2 separate regions of the Mus musculus genome follow, and region 2 is linked to region 1. The links are chromatin contacts, called in public promoter capture Hi-C maps. All regions are on one chromosome and are shown on one strand. The core of a region is the stretch at or near the end of the contact, and the rest is flanking DNA. Distances in the headings are between cores, read along the strand shown. Region 1 overlaps Ccdc169 (coiled-coil domain containing 169). Region 2 overlaps Dclk1 (doublecortin-like kinase 1).

What was found. Promoter capture Hi-C pulls out the DNA fragments that hold promoters and counts their contacts.
Region 2: a contact with region 1 is called in a promoter capture Hi-C map of hippocampal neurons, with 4 times the contacts expected there. The contact joins two enhancer-like sites. A contact is called at or near these places in 6 of 39 promoter capture datasets (the 3T3-L1 cell line, cranial neural crest, embryonic stem cells and 2 more), 1 of 15 datasets of contacts at CTCF or cohesin (the NIH/3T3 cell line), 4 of 484 Hi-C or Micro-C datasets (embryonic fibroblasts, embryonic stem cells, nephron progenitors and 1 more) and 1 of 9 other capture datasets (pancreatic islet).

What each region holds. Positions count from the first base shown.
Region 1 is chr3:55,152,351-55,156,286 of GRCm38.p6, forward strand. The region is part of intron 4 of Ccdc169 (coiled-coil domain containing 169); the gene reads left to right. Among named protein-coding and RNA genes, the nearest start is that of Ccdc169, 14 kb to the left of the region's middle. Within about 2 kb of position 2,096, at least 9 of the 459 cell types and tissues checked have an H3K27ac peak or open chromatin away from gene starts, as enhancers often do. A contact at or near this core is called in hippocampal neurons, where this site is marked.
Region 2 is chr3:55,281,662-55,285,950 of GRCm38.p6, forward strand. All of the region lies in intron 3 of Dclk1 (doublecortin-like kinase 1), which reads left to right. Among named protein-coding and RNA genes, the nearest start is that of Gm25132, 22 kb to the right of the region's middle. Within about 2 kb of position 2,745, at least 48 of the 459 cell types and tissues checked have an H3K27ac peak or open chromatin away from gene starts, as enhancers often do. A contact at or near this core is called in hippocampal neurons, where this site is marked.

The sequences.
Region 1 (3,936 bases), core at 846-3,345:
GGACCTTACCCTCAGAACGACTCTGTAGCTCATAAGAGTGACATTTAATATTTAAGTATTTCTTGGTAACATGGAGAAGAGGGTTTCTGAGCAGCAGGGATTGAGAATCTAGCAACGAGGAACAAGAAACAAGGCCCATGTTCACGTAAGTGTGTCACCAAGGACTGAGCAGTCTCTAGATCCCTAAGAAACAAAGACATGCTGTCTTAGTTTTCAGAAGAAAGGACAGAATTTGTGTTGCTCAGACATATAATACTTGTATATATATTTTTTTCAATTTTCACTTTAGGTTGACAGAGTAAATGAATAAAATTATTTTTATGGGCCAGGCTATGAATATACAACATCTCAGAATTTCTGACTTTAAAAAAGATTTACCTATTATTTTATTTTTGGTTATGAGTGTGTGTCTGTAGGAATTCATGGGCAGCATGCGTGTGTAGTGCCTGGAGAGGTTAGAGGGCATTGGGTTCACTGGAGCTGGAGCTCTAGGCTGTTGTGAGCCTCCAGATGTGCGTGCTAAGACCTAGACCCGGGCCCTCTAGCACAGCTTGAAGTACTTTTCACAGCTAAACGTCTCTCCAGCCCCCTTCCCAGTTTGTCTTTGTTACGAATCATCAGTTTTTAGGTGCAACTTCCACAGACATACTCACAAACTGATGTCAGATATATAGATATATATAGATATATAGATATAGATAGATATAGATATAAAACAGTGCTATATATTGTAATAATCAGGTTTGTCCACAAGGGGGCATTTGTAATGTCAGCATGAAGAATCTCCTATTAGGGCTGGCGGTGTCTGGAGTTAGCTAAGTTGTATTGTTGTTTCACTCTCTTAAAACCTCAAGCAGGATGTTTTAATTTGTAGCTAGCACCCACCCCTGCCTATTATTGCTGTTGTTGAATTCTTCAGTGCAACAATTTACATTAGTTTTGAGAAAATGGGTCTCAGTTAGGTCTTCCTTCTGTATGGGATAGAGGAATAGGCTTTTTGATTATTTTTATCTTTTGCTTAAATCCTAAGTATATTTTACTTCAGGTATGCAAACACAGCCCTGCTGTGTAACCCTTTCAAAGCAAATTAAAACAAGAATGTAGGTGAACACGCTAAATTAGAATGCTAAGAATCACAGAAGTAGTATGAAATCCCGGTGTCCGTTTTGAGAATTTAGTTTCTAGGAGGGTCTTTAGCTTTAGTTTGTCTTCACTAGACAACTTTCTGGCTTGTGACCATTGATTTCTGCAAACAGATACATACCAGCTTGAAAGATCAGAACCATTTCAGTAAGTTCATTTCAGAAAGACCAGGACCTCCTCTGGATGTGGGGACAGGTCCACCCCTCTGATAAAATCACTTTCCAAATATCTAGGTTAGTAAGTTTGCCGTCAGGAAAACAAAGAATCAAAATCTAGAATGGACCCTAACTTTATCTTAGAATAATTTAGTACTTTTAAAGGTTTTCTTTTGCTGTATACAGTAATTATTCTGTACTAGCCTAGACTCTAGGGTATTTGATGATGGTGGTAGTCTAGGGAAATCCAGGATGGGTTCTTGGTTTCTCCAGTGCATAACTAGTTTTGATGCTGGTCTAATCCCCACCAGATTGCCAAGCAAACCTTTATGTCCGAGCTATACTGTAATTTTAAAGCACTGTGTGTGTGTGTGTGTGTGTGTGTGTGTGTGTGTGTGTGTGTACACACATGCCTGCACGAGTGAGAGAGAGTGGGTGGAGCTCATAGAAGGTCCAGGAAGGAAAATCAGATGCACCCCAGGAATCGTGGCCACGCAGCTGGAGCCATTTGTGCATACGGTGCTGAGGCTGACAAGAGAACATGGGTGCGACAGGAGACAGTGATGGAGAAAGTCAGCGTAGAACGGAACCTACAGTTGATCCGAAGCTGCTGCTGGTTAGCATAGAGATGAGTGCACAGTCAGACCGAGAAAGGCAGTATGATTCCTAAGCTCAGACAGCCGGGCAGGTGGATACTCTCAAGCCTGATTTATTTAAGGATTCATAGTTTGAGTGTAAATTGTCCCCTGTGCCTGAAATGGCAGCACTGCTGTGCTTCTCAGATGTGTCTGAATAGAGTGTTCTATTTTAGCCAACACTCTCTGCTGTGGAGCAAGTGATGGAGGCAGAGGCAGAGGAGTGTATGTCTGGAGCCTGGGCTCTGCTAACACTATTTTTATTTTTAGTGGAAGACTGTAGTTTATCATTTTTGGGATTCATTTTTATGTACCCTCCCATTACAAATGTGTACTCTTGTTTTTTTTTGTATTAAAAATTCATAATCTATTCTCATCTAGCCAAAACCAACAGCTAATGTAAAATTGAAAAACGATGCTTAGCGGTTTTTGACAATGGGTGTATTAGGATACAAATTGTGTAAGTGAAACCACGATGTTGGTTTGGCGAAGCTGAGTTTGAAGTGTCAAGTCAAGATCGAGAACAGACACCCAGGGCTCTGCTTTTAGATTTGGATGTGACACTGGCTAGCAGAGAAATGACAGTTGATGCTTCATGAGAATGGCTGAGCTGACTGGAGGCTGAAACTTCACAGGCAAGAGACGTAAGGACATCTTGGAAGTCTAAGGCTGGAGGCATGGTAGTTTGCATGGGAAAATTGAAGAAGGGACAACAGAGCGCAGAAAGGGATAGCAGTGGTAAGGCCTTGGCCGTGGGGATTTGGCAGCTGCAGGTATGGACGAGGTAGGGTGCAGCAGTGAGCGCTGGTCACTCAGGACTTTGTGTCACCATGTGTAGGGGGTACACTTCCCTTCAGCCGGGAGTCTGTTTCCAGGACAAATGTGCCACAGCTGTGGATCTCAGTGCTTTACAAGTAGAAGGTGAGAGTGAGACACAGCACCAAGAAAGTAACTGTGCGTTTCTAAGAAGCAGAGCTTGAGTTTCCATCCATGCTCTCTGACTCTGCATCCCTCCCCCCAAAGCCCCTACACTTAGAAAACTCTGGCCAGGTCAGCATCATGAGGTTGTTTGATTGACAAAGGAAACATAATGGTCCAGGCAGCATGCCTCTGACTCCCCAGTCAGAAGCCTGTTTGACGGGAGGGCCTTAGGAACCTGACTTTGACTCCATGGAGGCTACACTTGCCAAGGTCTGCTCTCTGTCCTCGAGCTCTGGCAGCAGAGAGACAAAGGCAGAGCTATTCCTGGCATACGTGGGAATCCATTGTTGACTGACTGGGCTTAGGGTTTCCTCTTAGGGTTTTTACTAAGCTGTTCTGTATAGGCTGCAAGCAGACAGACTAGGGCTCATCTTCTTCCAGCCAAGCTTCTTGGCCTGCGTGGTGGCGAGCCCATGAGATCGCTCTCCCAGCCTCCTGCTTCTCCCTCTCCTCATCTTCACATGGGCATTCCTGATCTCTGCACTTTTAATCCCACCTTGGCATCTACTTCTCCGAGGACTAGGTATAAAACTAGTGGCTCCAGAAGTGATCTAAGGAAGCAGAAAGGCGGGGCATGCCTGGCTGGGCCAGTGTGGCAGGCAGATGTATCCTGATTGGTGATGACTCCAGTTGGTTGTCCCAGGGTGGCAGTTTACTTTCTAAGGCCAGATCATAACCTTAGGATGTGCCCTAACAGACGGGATACTGTAGAAGAAGCTATGAGGCAGGGGTTTTGGAAATACAGGGTTGCTTAGCATGCAATAGGATAAGGAGAATCGTTAATGAGCAAGATCTTAACTGTGAGATCAGATAGCATTTTTTGGGAGCTCACAGGAAGCCTCTGTCCCCACAGCAGGAGAGCAATCACAGTAGGACATGGGCTGAAATCCACTCTGTGAGATGCATGTGAGTGCCCAGGTCAAATGGATCTGCTACGTGAGAGCAGCCTCGTGGGGCTGGAGCCCAGTGTTACTAGGAAACTAGTGTTTCTTGGCAGATCTAAATGATGTGTTTTAAAAGTG
Region 2 (4,289 bases), core at 1,495-3,994, 130 kb after region 1:
ATACACACATACTTTCTCACACACACACTTACACATATACACTCACACTCAGGCACTCATACTCACACAAATTCACACATGCATTCACACACATACACTCACATAAATATATTCATGCACAGAGACTCACACATACAACTATACACACACATACTCACAAACACTCACACACACTCACACATGACTGTAGGTAGTATTCTAGTCACTTCTAAGCCTGCAGCCCTCTGGCAATGCATCGAATAGACTAAGTTAAAAATGATAGTGAAGTCAGCTTCAAGTAAGGATAAGAATGCAGAGCACGGGAATGGCTGATGCTGCTCTTTGTATAGCACGGTAAGGACTTCCTGGGCAAGTGATGCAGGGAGGGTTGTGTTCAAGAAGCTGAGTACCAGACTCACAGGCTGCATGAGGCATGCCTTTTAAAGTGAAACTATTAAAGTGCATTTCAGACCCACCGTAACTGCTCCTTTTCCTTTGAGCTGTAGGTGGTCTTCTTCTACAAGACCTAGCAGCTTATTTATTTCTTTAAAAAATGTAACTTTGGATACATTTCCTGTTTCATTATATTTTATAATGTTTCCACAATCTGATTCGGTAATGCACCAAGCAAGAAGATAGTGTCCTTAAGACTTCCATAGCTTCTAGCCTTCGTGGTACGAGATGATATTTAGCAGTGTATAAGGAAAAGGGCAACTTAGGAGAAAATGTATTTAAATCACCTTGAATTCTTTTCCTTTCTTTTCTTTTTTCAAGAAAGGGTTTCTCTGTGTAGGGTTGGCTATTCTGAAACTTATTCTGTAGATCAGTCTGGCCTAGAACTCACAGAGATCTGTCTGCCTCTGCCTCCTGAGTGCTGGGATTAAGGGCGTGAGCCACCACTGCCCGGCTTCACCTTGAATTCTTAATTTCATTGTGTTAAAAATTATCCAACTCTAATTGGTTTCTTTTAAAATTTGCTTTTGGTTTAGTCATTTGATGAATGTTGCATTAAGTTTGGTGTCCATTTAAATACTTGTTTTGTGATATGGGGAATGCAAAACTCCCAAACCCTCTGTGTAACTGTATAAAGAGGCTTTTCTCCAGAACTACTTGTCAGTTTTCTTTTGGAAGCAAAAATCACCCCTGGTTGAGAACCCTTGATTTAAAATCAGCATTACCCCCACCTCTTTTGAAAAATAGGACAAATGCATGTTGTGGGACTGGAAACTAGAAGTAGTGATATATATCCAAGACAGCCAACTATTAGATAAAGTAAGAAGCAAAAAACGTGTGTATTTCTGTACAGAATATTTTCAGACAGGATTAGTATAGCCCAGGATGAGTAATGTCTGGGAAAGGTTAGAACATGGTTGACTTTCAGTCTCCTGCAGGAAACAGACCAATCAGCCCACTCCTGTTGACCTTGATGAGTATTTCCTGAGGGTTTTATTAGCTCCAACCAGTGGAAGAGAACGGCAGATGTCCTGGAAGCTTTCTGCACAATCCCTAACTCCTGCTCTGATGCTTAGGCATGGCCAGATATCCCGCCCGGCTTTGTCTGTGCCTGGATCTGCCATGGCATGGTTTGCATTGGTGCTTGTCCTGTTGCTTCAGCTCAGCCTTCTGCTTTCCTTTCTTGCATTCCTCCACTCTAGTCTTTCTTTCCCAGCAACTCTTCATCACGTTAAACATAAACCATCAGGTCTTCTTCTGCCGTAGCTCATTTCTTGGTAAAACTGACACTAGGTGATGTGAAGCCTTTGAAGTCATCCTTCTCTCTCATTACTGCAAACATGTGTCCGTGATATTGCAGGATTACCAATGGGCTGGCCATGGCCAGTGGTTTAGAGCACATTGTTAGGGACAAGCCACCTTTGATACATACATTGAGTTATTTATTTCTAAAATCTGAAAAAGTCAGGATTCCAATGCAGTTGGCTCTGCTATTACTTAGAGCAAGCAGTTGGCTCTGCTATTACTTAGAGCAAGAACTCTTTTTTTTTTTTTTTTTTTGAGACAGGTAGCCCTGACTGTCCTGGAACTCACTCTATAGACCAGGCTGGCCTCAAACTCAGAAATCTGCCTGTCTTTGCCTCCCAAGTGCTGGGATTAAAGGCATGTGCCATCACCGCCCGGCAGAGCAAGAACTCTTAACGATAGGACATGTTGTTGATTTCTTGAAAAATTCAGGTGTGGCATATGTGTGACTCCCATGTTTAGCCAACCTCATCCTTTCCCCCATTTCTGCACAACCATCTATTGCCTCCTCTGTGAGAAAAATCTGCTGTCCAGAAAGCTAGAGTGAAGCATTGTTAGAACCAGCGGAAACATGCTGGCAGAGAGGTCTTATTTTACATAGGAGTGAAGAGCATAGAATTCTGTTTGGGATCTGGAAATAATTTTGTACCTTGTAGATGATTCTAAAAACACGTCACCTCCAAGAGCCATTTTTTTAAAACATATAAATATTTGATATCTTTCATTTGAATCCTGAAAATGTCCACCAAGATGCTAAAGTCAGGGATCAAATGTGGCATGCTTTTAACAATGGTTTATCTCATTTAAACTTTAAAAATAGAACATGCTTTGCTGTCAGGTAGTCAGTAGCGATGATAAGAATAGCCACTTTCTGTGTCTAATGTTGCCTTTACAGTTGCTTTGTTTTATAGCTTTATAAATTGGGCTTTCTGGTTTCCTTGGAAACCCATTTGTGGACATCGGTTGCTAAGGAACAGCCTTTGCTGCACAAAGCTTTAAAAAAACTGCATGTTGGCTGCGAGTGACTTCATTCTTGGCAGTGACAGGCAGTGGAAACCTGAGGTTCAGTCAAGGGAGGCCTCCATCTTGATTTTCAGCCTGAGGGAATCTTATAAATTCTGACCTTGTTCTCCTAGTGGTTATAAAAGCTATGGGTATCTATAAGGATGGAGCCTTTCAGAGCATCTGGCTTTCAGCTCTACCTCATCAGACACTTGATGGAAATGATTTATTCAACAAAGGGAATCTGTTGCTGTAGTGATGATATTTCAAGTAGACTGTACGATCTTATTCCTTAAATTAACATTGTAAAACAATGAGGGGGAGATCTCAGGGCTTGGGAGGTAGGGGCAGGAGAAAGTTTAGGAGTTGAGTTTAAGGTGCACCTGGAAAAAGACAAGCAGCAGTTGTATGTATTTGCGTGGTTTGGAGGAGGGTGATGACCTTGGAATACATCTGATCTGTAGTTGATAATCATTTAGTTTGAAGAATTAAGAACTGTCTTTCATACAATACTATCACCAAATGGTTACCCAGTTAAGCAATTAAAAACTATAATCAATGTTTGTTACACTGGCACAAAAGGGAAATTATAGTTCTTAAAGAAATATATTTCTAACTTTGGCTATATAATGTTTTACAGTGGTCTCATACACTAATCTTAGGCATCAGCAGCAGAGGACATGCCAATCTGTCACTGTGTCCCTATGCTATTTTTATGGATAAGTGTTGCTCCTTGACATTGAGATAGAAACATTGTCATTCTGGTCCCAAGGTCAAGTGTGTGCATCTTTCCATAGCTCATGTTTGAGCCAGATAAGCCATGTTCTTTGTGAGGGCTCACTTGTACGATGGTGAATGGGGTTGGAATTCAATCTAGCCGATGCACTATTCATCCTCTCTGCTTTGTTTTGGCTAATGGATTTCTGTACATTCCTTGTACTCTGCTCTGGATCTTCATGTGCTTTGATAGGTACGTTATTTTTGCAAACTAAGAATCCCTTGCTTGTCCTTGGACAGGTTGGATGACTTCTCTCCATCTCTTGTTCATTGTCTAAAATACATGACTGATGGCTGCGTCAGTGTTAAGATAACATGTGTGAATGTCTGGTGAGGTAAACACTGAGGACCCTTGAACTGCATCAGCTTTCCAAAAGAGCCAAATCTGTAGTGGTGAATCAGTAGCTGCCTGGGCTGCAGGTAGAAGCAGAGACTGATGACAAAAGAGGTTTAAAACTATATTGTCGGGCTGGCCATTCACTGTTGAATAACCCATTTAGCTGAATAATTCTACAGTATATAAATACCTCAATAAAGCTGTTTCTGAAAGTGTTTGCTATAGGCAGAAGTAGAATATTAAACCTTGCTTCTTATGTGCTTTCTAATGCCTTTAACGATATATTTTTATTTTATGTGTATGAATGTTTTGCCTCATGTATGACTGGGCATCCCATGTGTACAGTGACTCTAGACTAGATGAGGTTGTCAAATCCCCTGGAATTGGAGTTTTAGACACTTGTGAGCCACCAGGTAGATGCTAAGAACCAAACTGG